Regions from separate parts of the Mus musculus genome. Here regions 1 and 3 are each linked to region 2. A link is a contact called in public HiChIP or PLAC-seq and promoter capture Hi-C data. All regions are on one chromosome and are shown on one strand. Each heading gives the region's core, a stretch centred on a gene start, on an enhancer-like site or on the middle of the called end of the contact. The rest is flanking DNA. Distances are from core to core; before and after follow the strand shown.

Evidence for each region. HiChIP or PLAC-seq counts read pairs in DNA pulled down with a chosen protein or histone mark. Capture Hi-C pulls out chosen DNA fragments and counts their contacts.
Region 1: a promoter capture Hi-C map of liver shows a contact between it and region 2. The contact joins the promoter of Mageb3 here to the promoter of Spg11 in region 2. A contact is called at or near these places in 1 of 39 promoter capture datasets (erythroid cells), 7 of 484 Hi-C or Micro-C datasets (CD8 T cells, embryonic stem cells, muscle stem cells and 3 more), 4 of 115 datasets of contacts at active chromatin or transcription factors (the SCID.adh cell line, effector CD8 T cells and embryonic stem cells) and 3 of 9 other capture datasets (adipose tissue, liver and pancreatic islet).
Region 3: a contact with region 2 is called in an H3K27ac HiChIP or PLAC-seq map of embryonic stem cells, with 10 read pairs. The contact joins the promoter of Duoxa2 here to the promoter of Spg11 in region 2. A contact is called at or near these places in 5 of 39 promoter capture datasets (cranial neural crest, embryonic stem cells, maxillary cranial neural crest and 1 more), 3 of 484 Hi-C or Micro-C datasets (embryonic stem cells and muscle stem cells), 7 of 115 datasets of contacts at active chromatin or transcription factors (embryonic stem cells and pancreatic cancer cells) and 2 of 9 other capture datasets (adipose tissue and liver).

The regions. Positions count from the first base shown.
Region 1 is chr2:121,953,536-121,958,151 of GRCm38.p6, reverse strand. It overlaps Mageb3 (melanoma antigen, family B, 3), which reads left to right and starts at 2,060. Exons shown (of 1, transcript NM_008545.2): 1 at 2,060-4,381. The coding sequence starts at 2,933. The coding sequence ends at 3,925. Ctdspl2 (CTD (carboxy-terminal domain, RNA polymerase II, polypeptide A) small phosphatase like 2) reads right to left here and starts at 2,151. Exons shown (of 13, transcript NM_212450.4): 1 at 1,535-2,151.
Region 2 is chr2:122,115,830-122,120,752 of GRCm38.p6, reverse strand. It overlaps Spg11 (SPG11, spatacsin vesicle trafficking associated), which reads left to right and starts at 2,367. Exons shown (of 40, transcript NM_145531.2): 1 at 2,367-2,632. The coding sequence starts at 2,385. It overlaps Patl2 (protein associated with topoisomerase II homolog 2 (yeast)), which reads left to right. Exons shown (of 18, transcript NM_026251.2): 18 at 305-645.
Region 3 is chr2:122,296,339-122,300,873 of GRCm38.p6, reverse strand. It overlaps Duoxa2 (dual oxidase maturation factor 2), which reads right to left and starts at 1,974. Exons shown (of 6, transcript NM_025777.2): 1 at 1,687-1,974; 2 at 669-726; 3 at 175-309. The coding sequence starts at 1,833. It overlaps Duox2 (dual oxidase 2), which reads left to right and starts at 2,647. Exons shown (of 33, transcript NM_001362755.1): 1 at 2,647-2,778; 2 at 3,062-3,151; 3 at 3,334-3,498; 4 at 4,005-4,192; 5 at 4,355-4,535. The coding sequence starts at 2,709.

The DNA.
Region 1 (4,616 bases), core at 811-3,310, 160 kb after region 2:
TGGTCCCATTTTAAAATGAAATGACTCAACAAGGACTCAGGCTGTCTAAACTTTCACTCCCCAAACCCCGAAATCAAGCAGCAGTGAGGAAAGAGCAGTGAGGCCCAGGTCACTCCTAAATCTACTTCATATAAGAGCTATGTTTACCTTGACTTTCTTTATGACCTTGGGCTAAGTCTTTCAAATAAAAACTATAATGTTTGCATGTGCCTGCTTATTACTGAAATTTAATCCTAACATGTGAACAGCAAGTGAAGTACTTTAGGCTGCACCTATGAAGCAGAAGGCTACTGAGTGAGAAACATTAACTAATATGTAATATAAGCCATGTTTTAATCTTCCGTTTTATTCCAGGGGAGAAAACACCTATAATGCCCCAAACTCGACATGACCAAACCATTGAAAAAAAATTGAGAAACTCTATTAAAAAAAGAAAAATCAAAACAAAAGCCAGTAAAAACTAGCTTCCACATGCCATGTCACTGCTTTTATAGAGATAATTGCTGGACCACAAACACAAATGTGTAGCTTGGCATTTCATGAATCAAAGTAACAGGCAATCTACAATCTAAAACATGTAGATAAGCCTATCATTTCAAGGCACTAATTTGTATATGGATGTAACCGTAATCTTGGTATTGTCTTAGTAGCATGAGAAAGATAACACTCCCTGCCTTGCCTTGGAGTAGCATCTAAGAATACTCATGTCAGGAGCTTAGGGTAGTTTCCTGGCAGTATCTCAGTAGGTTTCTCCGAGGTACTCTGAGAGTGCCTAACGTCATTCACACATCCAGCTACCACTAGGGCGAGAAGTAAATAAACACTATTTATTTATGCAATTATTTATCACAGAATCCTGGTCAAGAACGCAAAGGTAAACTCATACGGACTTACCCAACGTAAACAACATGCTAAATAGAATTAAGATTCACCCTTAACTAACCACTACGGAAATCAGAGGCCTCCTACACACGCTGGTTTTTACTACCACACTTGACTTTAAAAAGTAGTAATGTCAACTCAACATTTTAGCAGTACAGAAAACGACAGAAGCTCCAAGAACCTCTTTCCAGATTCTCAAAGGATGTCTGTAAGAGCTCAAGTAGAGAGAGCAACGCCCCCCTAATGCACCCTACAAGAATGAAATACCAAAAACATTACGTGGGCCCACAAGAAGGTTCGAAAAGGCAATCTAACTTAATTAGCTATCGGGTCCACGGGGTCAGAGACTGGGAACGTGAGATGGGGTTGGGGGTGGGTAGCAAAGTGAAATCTAACCCCAGAAATCACAACACAGGCCGCAGCCTAAGAGCTGAAGCTGGCGGGAAGTGAGCTCCCTGGCCGTTCCCTGGGGAAAGTCCAAGCCAGAGCAGCTTCCACGACAGTGGACGTACAAGGCGCCAACAGTGCATGCCTACGGACGTTGCTGGAACCGCTGAGGGCTCGGCTAGAGAAGGGGAGGAGATCCCGGCAGACGGCCCTGAGAGAGGACTGAGCTTCGGAGCAACGGCAGCGTCTGGACCAAGGGAATTACCTTCACTGTGACGACAGAAAAGTGTCTTCGGGCTCCGGCGATGGTCCCGACTGCGCAATAGGTGGTGTCTTTCCCGCTTATCCCTCAGCAGCAACAGAACCAGCTCCTTCAGCCAGTCGCCATTTCCCGCCTACCGACCTGCTGCACCGCACGGACAGGGACCCGGATGGAAAGCGGCCTCCCTGCGCAGGCGCTCTGGCTCCCTCCTCCCCCGCCCGCCCCGATCCGGAGAGGCGGGAGGGAAGGAATGCGGGAGGCCTGGGCGGCAGCGGGGGAGGGGAAACCAACTTTTACTACCGTGAAGAGGCTGAAGTTTCTGCCGCCTTAGGGAACTCACCAGAGCGAATTCCTGACCAAAAGAAAAACAAGAAACAACAACAACAAAAAACAATGAAAAAAAAATGAGCTTAGGGCCCGAGGAGTTAGACTGGACTCAGCCTCCGATGGGGCTCGGAGCGTGGGGGACGTTTGTACTTCGGGGGCCTCCGTAGCGGGCTGCGGGGTGGTCGCAGGGGGAGTAGGGAGGAAAGCGTTAGCAGCGGAGGCGGGGACGCCGGGGGCGGTTTTCCCTCCCGCCGCTAACGGAACCGCCTAGAGCCGGGCGACAAGGAGAGCGCGCCCTGGCCTGGGAGGCGGGGTTTAAGAACGCGCCGCGCACCCAGCGGCCAGGGTTAGCGACTAGGCGGCGGTGGGTGGAGCCGGCGGGAAGGGGCGGTGCTAACGGCTTGGCGCGCTGGAGCGGGAGCCAGTGCCTTGCGCTCCCGATGGCCAGACCCAGCCTGGTCCCGGTGCTTTCGGAGGTTCGCGGAGTGTCCCCGAGGTTCTCTTCCTAGGTCACTTTGCTAGCGGGAGCCCCTGTTGCCCTTGGACCTATGAAGGAGACTCTTAACCCTTCCCTTCCTCGCGATGTGGGCAGTGATCCTGTACGCTTAAAACTCGAGTCTTTCAAATGGGTTTTCACACACGACTGTGGGCTCCATCTAGAATCTGGATGATTCTTAATCTTCTTGATGCTGAAACGCTTTTAATAGAGTTCCTCATGTATGATGACCCCACCAACCATAAAATTATCTTTGTTGTTACTTCATGGCTGTAATTTTGCTAGTGTCATGAATCGGAATGCAAATATGTTTTCCCATGATCTTATTCAACCTGTGGTTTGACCTCTTAAGGGTTGCAACCCACAAGTTGAGAAACACTGGTCTAGATAGCACTTTTGACTGAAATTCCAAGCTGATCTCATTATTCTATAAGAAATGCTGATTGAGACAGGAGAGGCTTGGACGCCAGTCTGAAGAGAACAATCCTAGGGTTTGCAGAAAAGAGCTTGATCCACGAGTTCGGAAGTCCTGATTCCTGCCTGTCAGCTCTTCTACTTCAGTCCTGAGCACAGTCAACATGCCTAGGGGTCAAAAGAGTAAGAGCCGCTCCCGTGCTAAACGACAGCAGTCACGCAGGGAGGTTCAAGTAGTTCAGCCCACTGCAGAGGAAGCAGGGTCTTCTCCTGTTGACCTGAGTGCTGGGTCCAGCTTCCCTGGTGGTTCTGCTCCTCAGGGTGTGAAAAACCCTGGATCTTTTGGTGCAGGTGTATCCTGCACAGGCTCTGGTATAGGTGGTAGAAATGCTACTGTCCTGCCTGATACAAAAAGTTCAGATGGCACCCAGGCAGGGACTTCCATTCAGCACACACTGAAAGATCCTATCATGAGGAAGGCTAGTGTGCTGATAGAATTCCTGCTAGATAAATTTAAGATGAAAGAAGCAGTTACAAGAAGTGAAATGCTGGCAGTAGTTAACAAGAAGTATAAGGAGCAATTCCCTGAGATCCTCAGGAGAACTTCTGCACGCCTAGAATTGGTCTTTGGTCTTGAGTTGAAGGAAATTGATCCCAGCACTCATTCCTATTTGCTGGTGGGCAAACTGGGTCTTTCCACTGAGGGAAGTTTGAGTAGTAACTGGGGGTTGCCTAGGACAGGTCTCCTAATGTCTGTCCTAGGTGTGATCTTCATGAAGGGTAACCGTGCCACTGAGCAAGAGGTCTGGCAATTTCTGCATGGAGTGGGGGTATATGCTGGGAAGAAGCACTTGATCTTTGGCGAGCCTGAGGAGTTTATAAGAGATGTAGTGCAGGAAAATTACCTGGAGTACCGCCAGGTACCTGGCAGTGATCCCCCAAGCTATGAGTTCCTGTGGGGACCCAGAGCCCATGCTGAAACAACCAAGATGAAAGTCCTGAAAGTTTTAGCTAAAGTCAATGGCACAGTCCCTAGTGCCTTCCCTAATCTCTACCAGTTGGCTCTTAGAGATCAGGCAGGAGGGGTGCCAAGAAGTAGAGTTCAAGGCAAGGGTGTTCATTCCAAGGCCCCATCCCAAAAGTCCTCTAATGTGTAGTTGAGTCTGTTCTGTTGTGTTTGAAAAACAGTCAGGGTCCTAATCAGTAGAGAGTTCATAGCCTACCAGAACCAGCATGCATCCATTCTTGGCCTGTTATACATTAGTAGAATGGAGGCTATTTTTGTTACTTTTCTAATGTTTGTTTAACTAAACAGTGCTTTGTGCCATGCTTTTTGTTAACTGCATACAGAAGTAACTGTCACTTGTCAGGTTAGGACTTGTTTTGTTATTTGCAACAAACTGGAAAACATTAGTTTTTACTAAAACATTGTGTAACATTGCATTGGAGAAGGGATTGTCATGGCAATGTGATATCATACAGTGGTGAAACAACAGTGAAGTGGGAAAGTTTATATTGTTAGTTTTGAAAATTTTATGAGTGTGATTGCTGTATACTTTTTTCTTTTTTGTATAATGCTAAGTGAAATAAAGTTGGATTTGATGACTTTACTCAAAAAAAAATGCTGATTGAAAACGTGCCGTTTTTAAAAGGATATAACTGAATTAGGAAAAATAGCCACTGCGTTCCCAGTTGACACTCCACCAAAGAAGACAGGGGTAAGACTGCATTATAGACGTGAAGTAATACGCGTAGTAGGATAGCATGTGATTATGCCAGCGACGGGGTCTGGGGAGTTTTCATAAGACTTCCCTAAGTGAGACATAGATGGGGAGTTGATTTTGTAAA
Region 2 (4,923 bases), core at 1,118-3,617:
ACTCAGGCATTTACTGAGTAACCCAGTCTGGACTCATTAGGGCCCTGTGGTCTGTTTAGCCACAACTTTGTATTTATTCTCAGTGTTTGGTCACTTGTAGGTGCTATTTCAGAGCCATAGTCTGAAAAGTTGAATAACTAGTTCATTCAAACAACAGTTGAGAGACTATTTCAGGCTATAAGAGAAATAAGAGAACATCTCTGTCCTTAGAACTTACCCACTGTTAGAATGAGCCAAGCATGAATTAAACCATAAATACTTGTAAAATGGAATTGTGTTTGCAGTTAACTCTTGTTCTTTGTAGGCTTGCCTGTATCTACTGATGTATTAGTTAATGTGAGAAGCTGAAATATCAGAAACGGAACTCCATCACCTGTCTACAGTGACAGTTGAGGCCATTTCCTATACTTTGTTATGTTGGAGGACCCTGCCACATTGTCATATCCTTTCTTAAAATCTAGGTGACTTGCCTAAAATTAAGGCATGACTACTTTAGGTATGATTAAAGAAATATCAAATGATATGTTGAAACTTGTTTGTAAGTTTGGAATTACAACGAAGGACATTTTTTTGAATATGTCAAGAATATCCTTCCTAATAAGGGGAAAGGCCTTGTATTTAATAAAAGTCTAATCTGGGATGTTGCTTCCGTGTTGCCAGACTTTATGTAAACCAAACAGTTCAGCTAAGGCTGAGAGATTTGGATATAAGCATCTTCCTTGACATAAGAAAATAACATGGGGACTGGAGAGATGGCTCAGTGGTTAAGGGCACTCAATGCTCTTCCAGAGGTCCTGAGTTTAATTCCCAGCAACCACATGGTGGCTCACAACCACCTTTAATGAGATCCCATGCCCTTTTCTGGTGTGTCTGAAGACAGCTACAGTGTACTCATAAATAAAGTAAATTTAAAAGAAAGAAAGAAAGAAAGAAAGAAAGAAAGAAAGAAAGAAAGAAAGAAAGAAAGAAAGAAAGAAAGAAAGAAAGAAAGAGAAGAACATGGCAGCATTTTGTCAAATGAAGTCCTGCATTCATCAAGAAATACTAAAGTACCTTTTATGAGCCAGGCTGGGATTCAGGCAGGAAGATAACAGTGGTGCACAGGTCTCTGCTATTTCCAGGCTTACATAGAGTTTGGTCAGGAATTGACATAAAATGTTAATTAGTCATAAATACTATGATTTGAGAGTGACTGGAATAGAGAGGGGCTTTAGACTTTAGACTGAGCCAGGAAGGCATGTTAGCAGGTTGCCATTAAGTCAAAATGTTCAGTTTGTAGAAGTGGCTGTGTTAGAAAGACACTGTTAAGTAGGCATGGAGGCATAATCCTGTATTCCTAGAACCTGAAAAGCTGGTGAAGGAGGATCAGGTGTCTAAGGCCACTAGAGAACCTTTATCAAATAAATAGCTTGACCAAATGCCTTTTCAATAGCTCTCTACCTCTTCTCTTCTGTATCAGATTGTACTTTCCTGAGAAAAACAGAAGAAATTGAAAGGTGAACTATTTCACCATCTCTACTCTGTATGCATCCATCTGTTACAAAGGATATCGTTTGACTTCAATCTCCATGTTAACCTTCATGTTTGTAACAGAGTCCTTGGTGGAGGACCACAAAGAATAGATTGTTTGACCTCAAAAGGAGATCTATTGGTCTGAGAAGTTTACACTCCCAAATCCTGAGACTGGGTACCCACGGGTACAAGAAAATTCATCTCGAAGGGTCTGAAAATTAGTTTTTGCAGTCAGGAGGAGGAAGGGCTTGTAGAATTTATTTTATTTTATTTTATTTTATTTTTGGTAAACTGCTCTTCAAAACTTCCTGATGGGGGAAATGAGTCAGATTGATTTTTCAAACTCTGGGATCCCAGGCATCTGATGGAGATAGTTGCTTTCCAAAACTCCATACCACTCCGTAGAGGGGCCGATTTCTCGAAGCCGGGGATGGGGGGAGGGGGTCTGTTGTGAAGCCCTGCTTTTTTTTTTTTTTTTTAAAATGGTAGAGGGTTCTTTATTAGTTCTAGACTTTAAAAGAGTACTTGCTACCAAGAAAAGCGCACTACCAGATGCCTGTTAACCGAGCAGCACAAAAAGTGAAGAGGAGCCAGCAACAGGGTTTCAATGGAGTAAGAAGCACCTGCCTTAGAAATCTTTGGTAGCAAGGACAGCACAAGCAGCTGAAAGGCCCTGGCGTATTATTGAATTGAGCTGAGCAGGGAGGGGCAGGCGTGGTTTTTGCAGGATTCCGTTTAGAGCCGCCTCCACCCCAAGCTGAGCAAATGCCGGGCGCAGGACCGCCTCTCTCGTGAGAGTCACAAGGTCCGAATCACTGCGCAGGTCCGTGACGCATTCGGGCGCCTCTACCGGAAGGACCGCCCAGGCCAAGATGGCTGCCCAGCCAGGGCCCGGAAGTGCTGCCTCCCCCGGCTGTGCCGGGGCCATGGAGCGGGTCCTGCCCATGCTGCTGGTGCGGATCCCAGCTGAGGAGACGGCGCAGCTGGGACCGCGGGCGCAGCTGCACCGAGAGCTGGAGGCCCTGGGGAGCCTGACGGCTGCGGGCAGTCTCCAAGTGCTTTCCTTGGCGCCGGGCAGCAGGGGTGGGAGCAGCTGCTGCCTCCCAGGACCCTTTAGGCAGTAAGTGCTGCGGGACGGCTGCAGGCTGTGGGAGGAGGCTGAAATCTGAGCCGCTCCGGAGGGGAGTCCTGGGCTCGCCTCTCGCCGGCCCCTGGGTTGGTGGGAGAGGATGAACCACTGGGGAGCCTCCTCAGGATCGAGCCCCGTGCCTCTCGGAACCTTTCCCATCCCGAAGTGAAATCCTCACCTTGTTGCAACTCACGGCTCACTTCCTGGGTGGACAGAGAAGATGTCTCACTCCTTGATAGCCCCTGCAAACCCTGGATGGGTCTCAGCACAGGTCCTGTTTCTTTAATTCAATACAGATTGTCACTGAAAGGAGTTCTAAGCCTATCTTTCTCTACCTCCTCCTCCCCCTCTTCACTATGTATCCCTAGGTATTCTAGAACTCGAAATATAGCCTGGAGCCTACAGAGATCGGCCTGTCTCTGCCTGCACTACCAGACAGTCTACTTTGTTTTAAAATGCCAGATAAGGCTTATTTCTAAAGCATTTTTTTTTGTCTCTAAAATAATGTTTTCTTGCAAACACAGCCACCACCACGCCCACTCCAGCCCCTGCTCCTCTTTAAACTTGTCCATTCATTTACACAAGTGCTCTGAGGTCACTGAACGGTATTCCAGCCCTACGTTTTCCATGTTTAAATCACAGTCTCAAGATATAGCCAGATTGGCTTGCAATTCACAATCCTCCTGTTTTACCCCTTCTAATGCTGAGATTACAGGCTTGTATACTCCATACCTGGCATGTCCGCTGTTTCTTAGACATGAGGCTCCCATGGATTGAGAAGGTAGAGAATTACAATATTATATTGCTTTCCACTTTTCATAAAACAGTTTACATCATAAAGTTTAGAAGTCCCCTGAGTATATGCTGACCTTTTTAATAAAGGGAAGTAAGTATTTTAGGATCAATCTATATGAGACTGTATAGCCAACAGGTATCTCACTTTGAGTCTCCAGGCTCTTCAACAGCTCTATAGACACAAGATGAGTTTGCTGAGTCAGCAAGTATTTTAACCCATCTTTTTACCCCCTTGTGATACGGTCTCATGGAGCTCAGGCTGGCCTGGACCCAAGGATGCCTGTGAGTTCCCAACCCTCTTACCTCCTCCTCTCCAATGCTGGAATTATAAGCACGTACTTCCATCCCAGCTTTCTACTGTTCTCATGTCTGGTGTGTGTTGGAGTGCCTGTGTGTTCTTGGTATATAAAGGCAGAAATGGGAACTGTCAGTGTTTCTAATAAGAACCTCATAGCCACCCCATTTAATATAAACTTATTATTGTAGAAAAGCAAAGTTTTTAAAAGAAGTTGAAACTATCAGAGTGGTAGCCTCATCTCTTTTAGTGTTTTCAGAGTTGGGCCATATTGACTGATCTTAAGATAGGTCTTTCTCTGTAGCCCAGACTGGCCCCAAACTCAGTCTTCTTGTCTCAGCCACTAAAGAAAGTGATTGCTATCGAGTCACCAGATCTGGCTCATACATATTAGTGATAGTCTTTTCTTTTTTTAAGATTTATTTATTTTATTACTATGAATACACTGTAGCTGTCTTCAGACACACACTAGAAGAGTGCATCAGACCCTGTTACAGATGGTTGTGAGCCACCATGTGGTTGCTGGGATTTGAACTCAGGACCTTTGGAAGAGCAGTCTGCCCTCTTAACCGCTGAGCCATCTCTCCAACCCAGTGATAGAGTCTTGCTATGTTGCTTAGGGTGTTCAGTTTCTGGGCTCAAGAGACCCTTCCTCGGCCTTCTGAGTAGCTAAGACAATGTTGCTATGCCCAGCTTGGACCTTTTTATTTTAGTTTTTACATGTGTGTGAATGTGTGCATGTATACATGTGGAGGCCTGATATTGATATTGAGTGTCTTCCTAGATTGCTTGCCACAGTAATTTGAATTTTTTATTTATTATTATTAATGTTTGGGTGTGTGTGCACGTGCTCATGAACATGGCACAGCATAAAACTGTGGAGGTCAGAAAACAACTCCATGCGGTTGGTTCTCTGCATCCACCTTGACATGGAGTTCAGAGATCCAACTCAGGTTGCAAAGCACATGCATGTGTCCTTCCCTGATGAACCATTGCTGACCCTCCTCTTCATTTCAGAGTCAGAGTCTCGATCTGAAACCAAGAGCTCACAGGCTTGAGTTGGTCTAGATGGCTAGCTTGTCCCCAGGATCTTTTGTCTCTGACTCCTGAGTGCTAGGATTACAGGCAGCCAGGCCACCAAGCCTGACTGGCTCTCGTGTGGGTTCTGAGTATCCAAGTGCCACTCTCCAGC
Region 3 (4,535 bases), core at 725-3,224, 180 kb before region 2:
GTTACTGCTAGGAATCATAATATGAAGGTCTGCATCTTCTGATGGTCTTAGATAACACCTGTAAAACAGCGGTAGGGGTCGCGACCCACAGGTTGAGAATCGTGCCGCTCAGTTCCTACCCACAGGATCTCCTGTCTCCCACCCCCACCCCCACCCCCACACCAACCTCCTTACCTCGGAGTGTAATGTTAACGCCCGCCAGCCCCACGTGCAGACCGACATGGACTTGAACACGGGATGGACTGAAGGCTTTGTAGGATGTGTTGGTCCACACTCTCCCCACGAACCAGTCTCCACTGAAGTGCACAGCTAGGGGGAGATGCACACAGTGACATGTGGGTGAGGGTGGGAGTGGGGAGACGGAAACTAGAGGCTTGGTGATGGGAACAGGAAGATGAAGGTCTAGAAGCCTGGTGTAATAACATAGTAAGGACAGAACAGTGGGCAAGTACAGTGGCTGAGGCAGGGCAAATAAGCACTTCTCAAGGTCAGCCTGGGCTACTTAGTGAGAGACTGTCTCAAAACAAATGGAAAAGCCCGCGCAAGAGAACAGATAAGGGTGCTAGAAATAGGTGAGAAGTAGAAGAAGGGCGGCAAAGCTCCCAGATTCTCAGTGCCTCTCCTTCCCTACTCCACGCCCCTTCCCCCAAGTTACCCAGTTCACTCACCCACAATTTCGGCACCTATGAACAGGCTAAGAAGGACTCTCACCAACCAGAACCAGCGCTGTAGGAAAAGATACACACTGGATCAAGCTTGGGTACCACCCAGCCCATCCTCAAGGCCTCCCTTGACCCCACTCCACTTCATCCCTGACCTTTTGAAGATGATGCTTTCCCTTCGAGTTCCTCTATGCCAACGACGTTTCTGGTGTATTCTGGGCATGTGTTTCCCTGGCCATTTCCCCTCGCCTACTTTCAGGTCTACCTCGCCTGGCAGTCAGTCTCTGACTACCTGTATACCCCCAGCTGTCTGGCGCCAGCTCTCCGCCTCTAATTCAATCACTACTTGGTGAGACTCAGTGAGTTCACAAGTGCCAGGCAGACAGGGGTCACCTCTCCCAGAAGAGGGAGGCCCCGGGGCCTGGTAGTCAATTAAAAGAGAGGGACTGCGGATTTTTCTAGACCTGCCAGTTCCTCCGAACCAACAAAGATCAACAGGAAAAGGTCTTCTCAGACTTATAACAATGTAGTTCAGGACCTGGAGGCTGGGAGCTTGGAAATTTCTCTTGCTTGCTACACGTTTGAATCTTCTGTGAAACTCTCTTGAGTCTTTAACTCAACACAGTAAGAAAAGCACAGAAGTCCCCATTCTCTTGATCATGGTTCAAAGCACAGGACAGAGGGGCTAAGGCATTCAGAGACCAGAGACGGGGGGGGGGGCTGGCCGCACCCGAAGGCTAGACTTAATTCCAAATATACTGGGCTGATTCCCACTGCTGCTGCAGCTTCCAAAAGAAGCCAGCTGGAGTCTCTTCCCGGGATGTCCTGGACCAAGGAACCTCTTCCTCGGAAGAGTCGCTTACTGCACCAGACTTCTAAATTTGCATCTGCTGATCCTCGGAGAATCTTCCTTAGTCTCTTCTGTCCTGAGTCTCCAAGAAACTCTCTCCATATCGCACTATTACCCCCACGAAATCGGCTTCTTCTAGAATCCCTCTAGGGAGAACTTTGAATACCCCCTTACCGAGTGCCCACGGATTCCAGGCAAGATGAACAGGAAGCTAGCAGCCAAAGACAAGAACACCAGGATAACAATGAGCAGCGGTACGCTGAAGCTGGCGGCATGCCTGGGCTGGGGGTAAAAGGGTAGCACCCCGTCCCACGCAGTCATCCTGCAAGAAGTTCGAGAACTGTTCGCAGGCAGCGAGCTGGGATGAGTGATAAAAAGTCCGAGCCCTGCGGCTCTCCTAAGAAGCGCAGAGGCGTGATCTCCCGAAACTCTTTCCTGGCCCTGCGACTTCACGCAGTGTTCACAAAGAAACGCAGACCCCCTCCTTTTATAGGAGCGTGGGCAGCAAGCAGGGGCGGCGTCCAAACCAGGTAGCAGGGTCCTGTCTGGTTGAGGTCATGCAAACGAAGGGGCGGAGACATGCAAATAACTGAAATCCTGTCCTTAACTCGACCGCAAACCTCTGATTCACACATTCACACCTGCTAGCGGTGGCGCGAGCGACACCTGCTAGGCAGGACGAAGAGCGAAGGGTGAACGGGCATCCAGGAAGGGTGAAGATTCTCGGAGCTGCTCCCAGGAGCGGAGCAGGAAACAAAATCTCCAAGACCACGGAAGACTGTTGAACCGGACCGGATCCCTTACACCAGAGGTTGGGTCTCCTAGCTCCTTTCTCCCCTTTGAACGTAATTCATCCTAGATGAGGATGAGGTTGGCTGCGCGTCCCTAGCTCTCAGTTCATTAGCCTCTCTCCCTTTTCTATCCCCCTCCTGGAGAAGCAGTACTTGGGAAATTGGGCTGAGAGGACTAGGTTTTAGAACAAACCCCATAGACAGTCCCGCTGCGCTCCTGACCAGGGTGTTAATGTGCTTGAGATCAGCATCAGACAGGGTTAGGGTGGCAGACGGTCTTAATGCCAGAAAGCGCGTCGTGAAGATGTGGGACCTGAGTAGTACCTCTCTGCTCCTCTCCCAGTACCAGCCGTGGGAGTGTGCGCTCTTGACACACTACCCCCCACCGCCGGGATCAAGGACAGCATGCTTCCAACAAGTCCCAAGACTCTAGTTCTCCTGGGCGCTCTGCTGACTGGACCCCTGGGCCCAGCAGGTACGTAGTAGGGGCCTCTTGCTGAAGGGGCTAGCCAGTGTCCCACAGGAGTGTGGAAAGAGAAGGGAAGGCAGATGGCGCCTGGAAGCTGGAAGGGTTGAGCCATCTCTTATTGAGCTATTGAGTTGGAAGACTTCTGACCGCCTCGGCTCAGCGGCCAAAGGATTGGAGATGGCGTTCATTGGCAGGAGTTAGCCAGCTGAGGAAGGAGCCTAAAGCCCATCGGGTCATTCAGGGCATTCTGGAAGGTTAATGTTAAGTGGGAGGCTTTCTGCTCCCACAGGTGGCCAGGACGCACCCTCACTGCCCTGGGAAGTGCAGCGCTACGACGGCTGGTTTAATAATCTGAAGTACCACCAGCGCGGTGCGGCTGGTAAGCCCCGGGCTCTGTAGGGAGGGCGTGCAGTTGGAGTGTGGGGAGAGGAGCCGGGGCGGCCTGCGGGATTGCATTCTCACCACATTCTTATCCATTCCTGGGGGTAGGAAATGGGAGGGGGCATGTGGGGCTTCTTGGGGACCCAGAGCGTTGATCCAGATCAACTCTCTGCGCTCCAGGCTCGCGGCTGCGTCGCCTAATACCGGCTAATTATGCTGACGGTGTTTATCAGGCTCTGGAAGAGCCGCTACTGCCCAACCCTCGCCGGCTAAGCGATGCTGTCGCTAAGGGCAAAGCAGGGCTGCCCTCGGTCCACAACCGCACAGTGCTGGGGGTCTTCTTTGGTGAGTATAGGAACAGGAAACCAGGGTGGATCTGGAGCTTGCTGAGTGTCCAGGGAAAGGACCACCGCAACTTGCAGAAAAAAGAACTTTCCAAGAAGTGCTTCTGTTATCATCTTTGAGGGTTTGGGTGTGATGCGGGGATCTTTCTCTTACTTTACTTCAAACCAACACGTACATTGGGTCCCCACTAGAACTCTCAGAAACTTATGCCCTGACCACTGCTGTCCTCAAGACTCTCATGACTGCCACACAGAGGTGAAGGGAGCTTGTTTTCAAATCGTATCCGCCTCCCCCCCTCCCACCCCCGAAACGATATTGGCATGTTCACAAGGGGATGCTACGTTTTGTTTGCATCTTAGAAGATCAAGTCTGGCGGGGGGGGGGGGATAAGCTGAAGAGACAGCGTTGAAGCTTGTGCTCTGGCCTCTGTGTCCTGATAATTCAGAGGCTCTCCTAAGGAGAGCGGGACCTGGTGATTTATCTACCACTTTGCTCTCTTAACCCAGGCTACCACGTGCTCTCAGACCTGGTGAGTGTGGAAACACCAGGCTGCCCCGCAGAGTTCCTCAACATTTACATCCCACGTGGGGACCCGGTGTTCGACCCTGACAAGCGCGGGAACGTGGTGCTGCCCTTTCAAAGGAGCCGCTGGGACCACAACACTGGACAGAGCCCCAGCAACCCCCGGGACCAGGTGAGGCCAGGCAGCCAAAGGCAGGAGGGCAGAGAGGCGGGAAGGGGGTCTGAGGCTGGATCCGCTGGAGGCCTGGGATCTGGCTGGGAAGACCAGACACGGTGAGGCTCTCCCTACCAGCAAGGACCTGCCTGGTCCTCCTGACTCTGCTCATCCCTGCAGAGCAACCAGGTGACCGGCTGGCTAGATGGCAGCGCCATCTATGGCTCCTCTCATTCCTGGAGTGACACTCTGAGGAGCTTCTCTGGAGGACAGCTGGCTTCTGGGCCTGACCCTGCTTTCCCGCGGAACTCCCAGAGCTCTCTGCTCATGTGGATGGCGCCGGACCCCTCCACGGGGCGGG